2 separate regions of the Anser cygnoides genome follow, and region 1 is linked to region 2. Evidence: chromatin contacts called from public Hi-C data. All regions are on one chromosome and are shown on one strand. Each heading gives the region's core, a stretch centred on a gene start, on an enhancer-like site or on the middle of the called end of the contact. The rest is flanking DNA. Distances are from core to core; before and after follow the strand shown.

Region 1 (3,809 bases), core at 1,104-3,603, 150 kb after region 2:
CATATGGCATCACATTGAACAATAAAAAAAGGGGGAGTCAGCCAGGGAGAGACAACAGAACTGCTTGGGGACAAGCTGGGCATTGGTCTGTGAGTCATAAGCAACTGCACTGTGCATCACTTGCTTTGTATGTTTTGTTATTGTTTCACTTTCCTTTTCTGTCCACTGGAGTATACAAGCAGCTGCTGCTGCTCTCCAAGATCCCTAGGGAATTCCTTCCCTTCCAGCCTGGAGACAGGCCCCGAGTCTAGTTCTGCACTAGACAGGACAACCCAAAGCACTAGTCCTCACCTTGATGTCCTGCAAGAAGATGCGGCCACCCCGCTGATTCTGCAGCTTCATCAGCTTCTCAGCATGCTCACGTTCCTCGTGGGACTGGTGCAGGAAGTACTTGGCAAAGTTTTTCAGAGCCACATCATCCCGGTCAAAGTAGTAGGACTGAAAAGAATGCACATGCTCAGAAGCCTAATACTCACTCCAGCAGGCACACAAAGCAAAGCTCATACTGTGACTTCGGACATGTCTGCAGTCAGCCCTACTTCAAGACAGCAAGAGTCCAAGCTAGGGCTAGCCAGCAGCACAAAAGACAGCAAGGCAATACGGCAGAGCTCTTCCCTTCATAAGAAGTTCAATTTTCCCAGCCTGGATTAAGTTTTAACCTGCATCCCAATCATTAACACAAATAAATGGTATTTGCAGTTCACTCCTAAATATACAAAAACCCATGCCCCACTGTGTTTGCTCTTCTGCTGCCTTAAACACAGGCTCTAAATGCCTCGCTGTAAACAAGGATGAGTTTTCCCTGTGTTCTTTGTTTACAATGATCACTGGTCAAGGTTCTGACTCATAACACTAGTTCAGAGGGCAAAGAACTTGAAGATAATTCTACAGAAAAGCCCTCATGAGTGTTTCACCAGGTTTACTGGGGAATAGACTAGTAAATACACTTTCTACTTCTGAAAAATCTTCAGTATCACTTTTTAAAAACAGAAGTTTAACTGAAGTGCATGTTCAACAAATGCAAAGTCATCTCTTGAAAAACAGGATATGTAATAGCTGTTAGAAGTCACAGCTTATTTCTATTTTGGTCTTAAGGAGACTTCAATAGAAAGCTTTGTATCAACTACCAGTTATTTCCAAGATGAGACAGCATGGAATTCTCTGCTCTTTAACCAGCAGTTGGGAGGTTTCATGGCAAGACAATGGTGCTTGTGTGTCACTACTACCACCAACAGTTACATTTGGCTTGCAGCTGAGGTTCAACCCTCCACAGTAACCCAGAAAGAAGCTTTAACTGTACACTTAGGTGCCCCAACTTACTACAGTGTCACTACGAAGTCTCAAGTTACCTGCAAATCTAAGTCACCCGGATTGCTGCAGAGGTCAGAGCCGTGCCCATACCGAGTTACTCAACTCAGCTACGGCTAAAATCGGAGTCTCTTGCCAAGTACAAGAGGCACAGGGCCAAGAAACCCCTGGATTCCTAATTCATTTCAGAACTAGGAAGAACCGTGCCTGCGAGAGGAGAACGCCCGCGGGAGAGGCGCCAATCACTTCGTTAGGCAATCCCAGCCATCCAGCCCTGCCCCAAGGGCAGAGGCGCTCGGAGGCTGCTGAGCTGCGCTGATAACGAGGCCGCCCGGGGCGGCGAACAAAGAGCAGTTAACGTGTAACCGGCCCCCGCCCGAGATAAGCGCCTCACCTACGGAAAACCGGCGCAAATAAGCGGCTGTCGCCGTCCCCGGGCGGAGCAAGGAGGCTGCGCGGGGAGGGCCGCCCCTGCCTCCCCGGCGGGGCTGGGGCACCCCGCGGCTCTCACGCCCTCCCTGCCCCCTTCCTTTAGGGGAAAGCCTCCCCCGGGGGCGGCGGGATTTCTCCCTTTAGCTCGACCCCGCGAAGCCCTCGGCGAGGAGGAGGAGGAGGCGGCCCCGCCGCGAAGGCCCGCCTTCCCCCGAGGCTGGCCTCCTCGGGGAGGCCAAACCACAACACCCCGCACAGGCCCCACATCACCAGGGCCTAGAGACCCCCGAGCCCCCCCCCCAAACGCAGCCCCCACCCCCTCCCCCGAAAGCGGCCTTCCCCCCCTCACCATGCTGAGGTACACGTAGGACGCGTAGAGCTCCAGGTTGATCTGGCGGTTGACGGCCGCTTCGCAGTCCTGGTGGTAGTTCTGGCGCACCTGGGAGAGAGGGGTAGCCATCGCGCTGCCGTGAGAGGAGAGGCTGCGGTGTCGGTGTGCGGCTGGTGGTGGTAGTGAGGCGGCGGGCCCGAGCGCGGCCGGTTCCGTCCAAGCACTGTTGACGCAGGAACCCGCTCCGCTCCGCCTCGCCGACGCACTCTGGGCCGGCTCCCTTCGACGCCGTGCCTTTTATAGCGTCGCCGGCGTCACCGCGCGCATGCGCGCCGGCGTGGCGGGAAACGGGGGGGGGGGCGAGGGGGCGGGGACTGGCGGCGCTGCCCGCCGCGCTTCTGCTGGCCCAGCGTGACTCAGCACCTCCCCCGCGGCGCGTGACCGGCGGCCACGCCCCTTACCCTGGCCACGCCCCCTCCTCCTCCCGGGCCCCCTCCCCTCGCTGTCCCCCCCCCCGCCCGCCCCAGTGCTCGGGGCCGGGCCCAGCTGGGGCGGTTTGGGCCTGAATCCTAGAGTCATTAATGTTGGAAAAGGCCCCCGAAATGACCTGGTCCAACCGTCCCCTACCACCGATGTCACCCACTGACCCGTGTCCCTCAGCACCACGTCCAACCTTCCCTTGAACACCCCCAGGGACGGTGACTCCACCACCTCCCTGGGCAACCCGTCCCAATACCTAACCCCTCGCTTTGAGAAGAAATGTCCCCTAATTTCCACCTTGGAGCAACTTGAAGCCATTCCCTCTAGTCCTATTGCTAGCTACCTGCAAGAAGAGGCTGACCCCAGCTCTCCACACCTTCCCTTCAGGGAGTTGTAGAGAGTGGAAGGAGACCCTGGGGGTAAAGGAGGCCCTGAGAGTAAAGGATTCCCTGAGGATGAAGCAGGTCCTGGGGATGAAGCAGGTCCTGGGGATGAAGGAGGCCCATGGGATGAAGGAGGCCCGTGGGATGAAGGAGGCCCTGCCATGGATGAAGCAGGCCCTGCCATCCTGCCCCCACAGGAGCACAGCCATTTGTGCCTACGCCCCGTAGCCCTGACAATAAAACACACTTGTTTGTCCCCAGAAAACAGCATGCAGCTTTGTAACTTCAACAGGAACGGCTTGAGCTGCTTAGGACAGCGTCAGGAGGAAGAAATCTGTGCCATAGTAGATACTTTCTTCCCGCTTTCGTGTACTCTCCTGGAGCAGAACATCAAGTTCTAGCTCTGGCTTTCTGCACCAGCAAACATCGGTGACTCAGAGACGAGGCCCAGTAAGCTTTCAGACTTCCTCCTTTCAGTGACCAGGCCCAGCTTCGGATAGATACCACCACAAAAATGCAGTGAAGAAATGCAAGTAACCATTAAATAAGGGCCAAAATCCTTGGTTAATCTGGTGAGCCAACCCAAGAAGAAAGAACACAGCTGAGGGGCACCATCTTTCCTCGGAGCTGCTACAAGATAGGGACAGGCACATGCAACAATCACTGCTGGTGTTTGCGTGTGACCTTGGGAAAGAAACTCACTGTGCGTTAGCACGATTGTCCAGTGATGACTAAAGGCACCGCAAACAAGAAAGACGGCGAGAAACCAAACATTTCCTGCCCTCTGATGTTCGATTTACTCGATGGTGAGATTTAGGACAGGGGCCCGTAAGCATTTCAAGCATAATGCCAAATAATAAAGAGGTAATTGAGAA
Region 2 (3,869 bases), core at 127-2,626:
AGGAAAGCCCACTGGGTTGTACAAACCACCAAATCTTTTAAATTCACATAACATCAGTGCTGTCTTTTTCACTTTTCCGGTGGAGACACGCACTCAGCAATACTGATGATTACAAGTCTCAGAATGGCTGAGGTGAGAAGGCACCTCCGTGTCCATCTGTCCGCATCTCCTGGCTCAAGCAGGGACACCCAGAGAAGAGCAGGGTACCCAGGACCATGTCCAGCAGCTCGTGAACAACTCAGGGAGGACAGTCGGCAGCACAGACGCGCTCCCTGATGTTCAGGGGGAGCCTCTGCCTGCCAGTCTGTGCCCATTGCCTCTTCTTGTCACCAGGCGCCACTGGGAAGAGCCTGGCTCTGCCTTGCTTGCACTTTCCCTTCAGGCGTTTACAGACATTGATAGGATAATGGAATGATGTGTAAGAATTATTATTTTTTCTGTAATGAGTTCAAATTCTGACATTTTGCCTGCAGAATAGATTAAAAGAGCTGCATTAATCAGAATAAAGAGATAACATGCATTAATTGACTGGCTGCCTCTTCATGCAGTGTTGGGGAGCTCGCGGTAAGATCTTATACACAGAATTACCTGGTAAGAGTTATTTCAGTGCAACTCTTCACGCGTTTCGTTACGTAAGCCAGTAGTTACAATTCAACCTGACAGGAGTACAGCATCACATCCAGAAAGTACACAGCTATAAAGTGATGGACTTTGCCTTGTGACCACACTCAAACCAAGCCGTTGACAAGGTGTTTGTTCAAGAAGTACAACTATAAGCAGGGCACACAAAGCAGATTAGTGCTTTCTTTAGCATAGCGCATAGCTATGCTGTTGAAGAAAAAACTTATCTGTGGAGAAGATAAGAATGCGTGTTGACCTAGAGTTCAGGCAGCAGAAGCACTGCAATTTAGGCACTCTTGACTCATTTACCAACTTCCCTGTAATCCCGGTTTATCGTTCCCTGGACTGGGTTAAACCGCCAAGGCGCGCCACACGCAATCTTTAACCCCCACGACGACGCTCCGAGTAACTCTTCGGCTCAGCCAGGCTGTGTATTCACGGCGGGACGCTGACGTGCGGCAGCGGGGGCTCGGAGCTGGCAAACACACGCAGAACCCCCTCAGGAGAACCACCGCGTGAGGGCTTTCGGGGCGAGGCGTCAGGGAACCCGCCTGTTAACTGGGCACTGGTGCCAACCGCGACGCTTTTCTAGTTAAAAAACAGACGTGGCGGGGGCAGCCAGCGCCGGCAGGAGCCGACAGGACGGCTGGCTGCAGGGGACAGCCTTCAGGGGCAGGAGGCGGCCCCGCGATCGCTGCCCCAGCTGAGGGGAGCTGAGGGGAGGCCCCGCCCCGCCCCGCCCCGCGCGCCACGGCCGTTGGGGAGCGCCGCGCGCTCCCCCCCCCCCCCCCGCGCTCCCGCCTCGCCGCCGCCCCGCGCGCCCCGGTTCCCGCGCCGCCAGCCCGCCAACCCCCAGCCTGGCCGCGGCGGGAGGGAGGAGGGAAGGAGGGCGCGCGCCGATTGGCCGGGCGGGCCGCGGTGCCGCGCGCCCATTGGCTGCCCCGCCCCGCCCCGCTGCGGCGGCTTCAGCGCCTTCGATTCAAATCGGCGGCGGGCGGGTGGGTGCCGGCCCCCGGTGCTCCGCGCAGGGGCGCTCCTGGCGCGGGCGCGGCGCCCGGTGTTTAAAGCGGCTCCCGCGAGGCCCCGCCCGCTGGCGGCGGCCAATGGGCGGGGCGGGGCCGGGCCGTTGGGCGGCGGGCGCGGGCCGGGCCCAGAGGCGGGAGGCGCCGGTGGGTCGCGGAGGGGGGGGCGCCGCCGCCGCCGCCTCACGGCCCTCTCCTCCCTCCCTCCTCCCTCCCTCCCGCCCCGCAGGCCGGAGCGTGGTCCCCCCGCGAGGATGCAGGCAGCCCGCGGCGCCGAGCCGGGCGCCGACGACAAGGTACGGGGCTGGGGGCGGCGGGGTGAGCGCGGGCAGGGCTCGGCCGGCCCCCGGGGGGCTGCGGGAGGCCGGGAGCCGCGGGGCTCGTCGCCTCACGGCGCTCCGCTCCCGTGGCGCAGGAGAACCGGCCCGCCGAGCCGCGCGGGGCCGTGCCGGGCACCCCGCTGAAGCAAGCGGCCGCCTCGCCGTCCGTGCTGGCGGAGATGCAGCCCGGCTGTCAGCCCCTGGCCACGCCCCCGAAGCCCAAGGAAAGCCTGCCCGCGGACCCCTGGACGCCGACCTCCAACCTCAAGATGCTGATCAGCGCCGCCAGCCCCGAGATCCGCAGCAGGGAGCAGAGGAAGGAGCTGTCAAACGCCGCGGGTGAGGTCCTGCAGCCCAAACGCTGCTCGCAGGTATGCTCTGAAGGTCTCCTCTCTACCTCTTTTTCTTTTCTTTAAAAAAAAAAAACTTAGCTGAAGGCTGTTTATTCAGTATTAAAACTTCCAAGCTAACGTACCGCAACTTTTCCTTTCCAGCTCTGATTTTGTAGCGTTTACAAATGTAACTGACAACATCACATTGTTACACACAACTGGCAAACTTCTTCTTCCACAGCTGTTGTGGACCAAGGGGGAACGTTGAGCTTTGACTGTGCCCACAACAAAGCTGTTAAATGTATATATTTACACGTTTGTTGTAAAAATGTTTCAAGTTCTCTTTTCTTATTTCTGGGTAGGAGCACTTATCGGGAGATGAATATGAAAAATCGCAACCAAGTCGCAAGGAGAAAAGCCTAGGATTACTGTGTCATAAATTCTTAGCTCGATATCCTGATTACCCCAGCACTGCAGAGAATACTTATATTTGCCTTGACGAAGTAGCTGAAGAGCTTAGTAAGTTGCTGTATATGCCATTATACGTCCTCATGCAAATGTGCCAATAAACCACCCTTCTGTGTTCAGTACTTTTTAGCTCCATAAAACTATAAATGCTTTCTGTATGCTCTCACGTTTACCTAAATGCAGCTTTAAAGTCTTCGTTCTTACCACGGTTCTTTTAAGAAGCTAAAGTTTGCTCAGTGAACTGAATTAAGAAACTCTGAATGATGTTTGAGATTAAACGTCTACATTACTGCAGATACCGCAAATAACCAGTTGCGTTTTTTTGAACCTAGAAACGATGGCTAAGATTCGTGGCTGATTTTTTTCTGTCAGGAGCTAGCATTTCTGAGGCTGAGCCCACAGTTTCCTGTCCAATCGTAACATCAAAGCAAGAAACTACTTTCTGCTATCTTGTATCACACCAATGATCTATTGAGAGTCCAAGTTGCTAGCAGCTGAAGCTTTTTTTCTGTAAGAGCTATGAGAATACAGTATCCTGCAGATTGGATGAACTGCAAATTCTATCGATACATTTTTGTACAAAATATCATCTGTTAGAAAACACCTGCTCAAAAATGATGATTGAATAGACAACAGAGAAAAGGCTAGTATGTTAACAGAATAGCATTGAAAGCAAGTTACAAAACAGTTGTTTACCGTGCGTTTCCAAGAGTAATTAACAAGGCAATCTGAAATTGATGCAGTGAATAATTAAAAATGCTTTTTTTTTTTAAAGCTGTACTGAGACCCATCTAATGGCATTACTGGTAATAATAAGTTTTAGTTCTTAGTCTATACTGTAGACCAAGAATAACTTGGTCTACAGTACAAGACATACAAGTACAAGAACAACTTGGTCTGGAAGGGCAAGTCCTTGCCATGCCTGAAACAAGAATTGTTTTCTTGCCTGCAAGATCTGTGAGAGTTATTTTCAGTGAAGCTGGTACTTAGGAATTGGTGAAAATGTCTTAGAATTATATCAAGAGGGGGAAGTATGAGAAACTGTTCCTTTTTCTGTGCAAGCCACGTATCAGGTAAATGAATGAAAAGTAAAGTAATAAACATGG

What was found. A called contact is a pair of places that touch in the nucleus more often than the background predicts.
Region 1: a Hi-C map of liver shows a contact between it and region 2, with 3 times the contacts expected there. The contact joins the promoter of FTH1 here to the promoter of E2F8 in region 2. A contact is called at or near these places in 2 of 7 Hi-C or Micro-C datasets (both in liver).

The regions. Positions count from the first base shown.
Region 1 is chr5:12,408,026-12,411,834 of Taihu_goose_T2T_genome, forward strand. FTH1 (ferritin heavy chain 1) reads right to left here and starts at 2,354. Exons shown (of 4, transcript XM_066997196.1): 1 at 2,090-2,354; 2 at 292-438. The coding sequence starts at 2,200.
Region 2 is chr5:12,260,828-12,264,696 of Taihu_goose_T2T_genome, forward strand. It overlaps E2F8 (E2F transcription factor 8), which reads left to right and starts at 1,377. Exons shown (of 13, transcript XM_048050034.2): 1 at 1,377-1,939; 2 at 2,059-2,334; 3 at 2,658-2,814. The coding sequence starts at 1,898.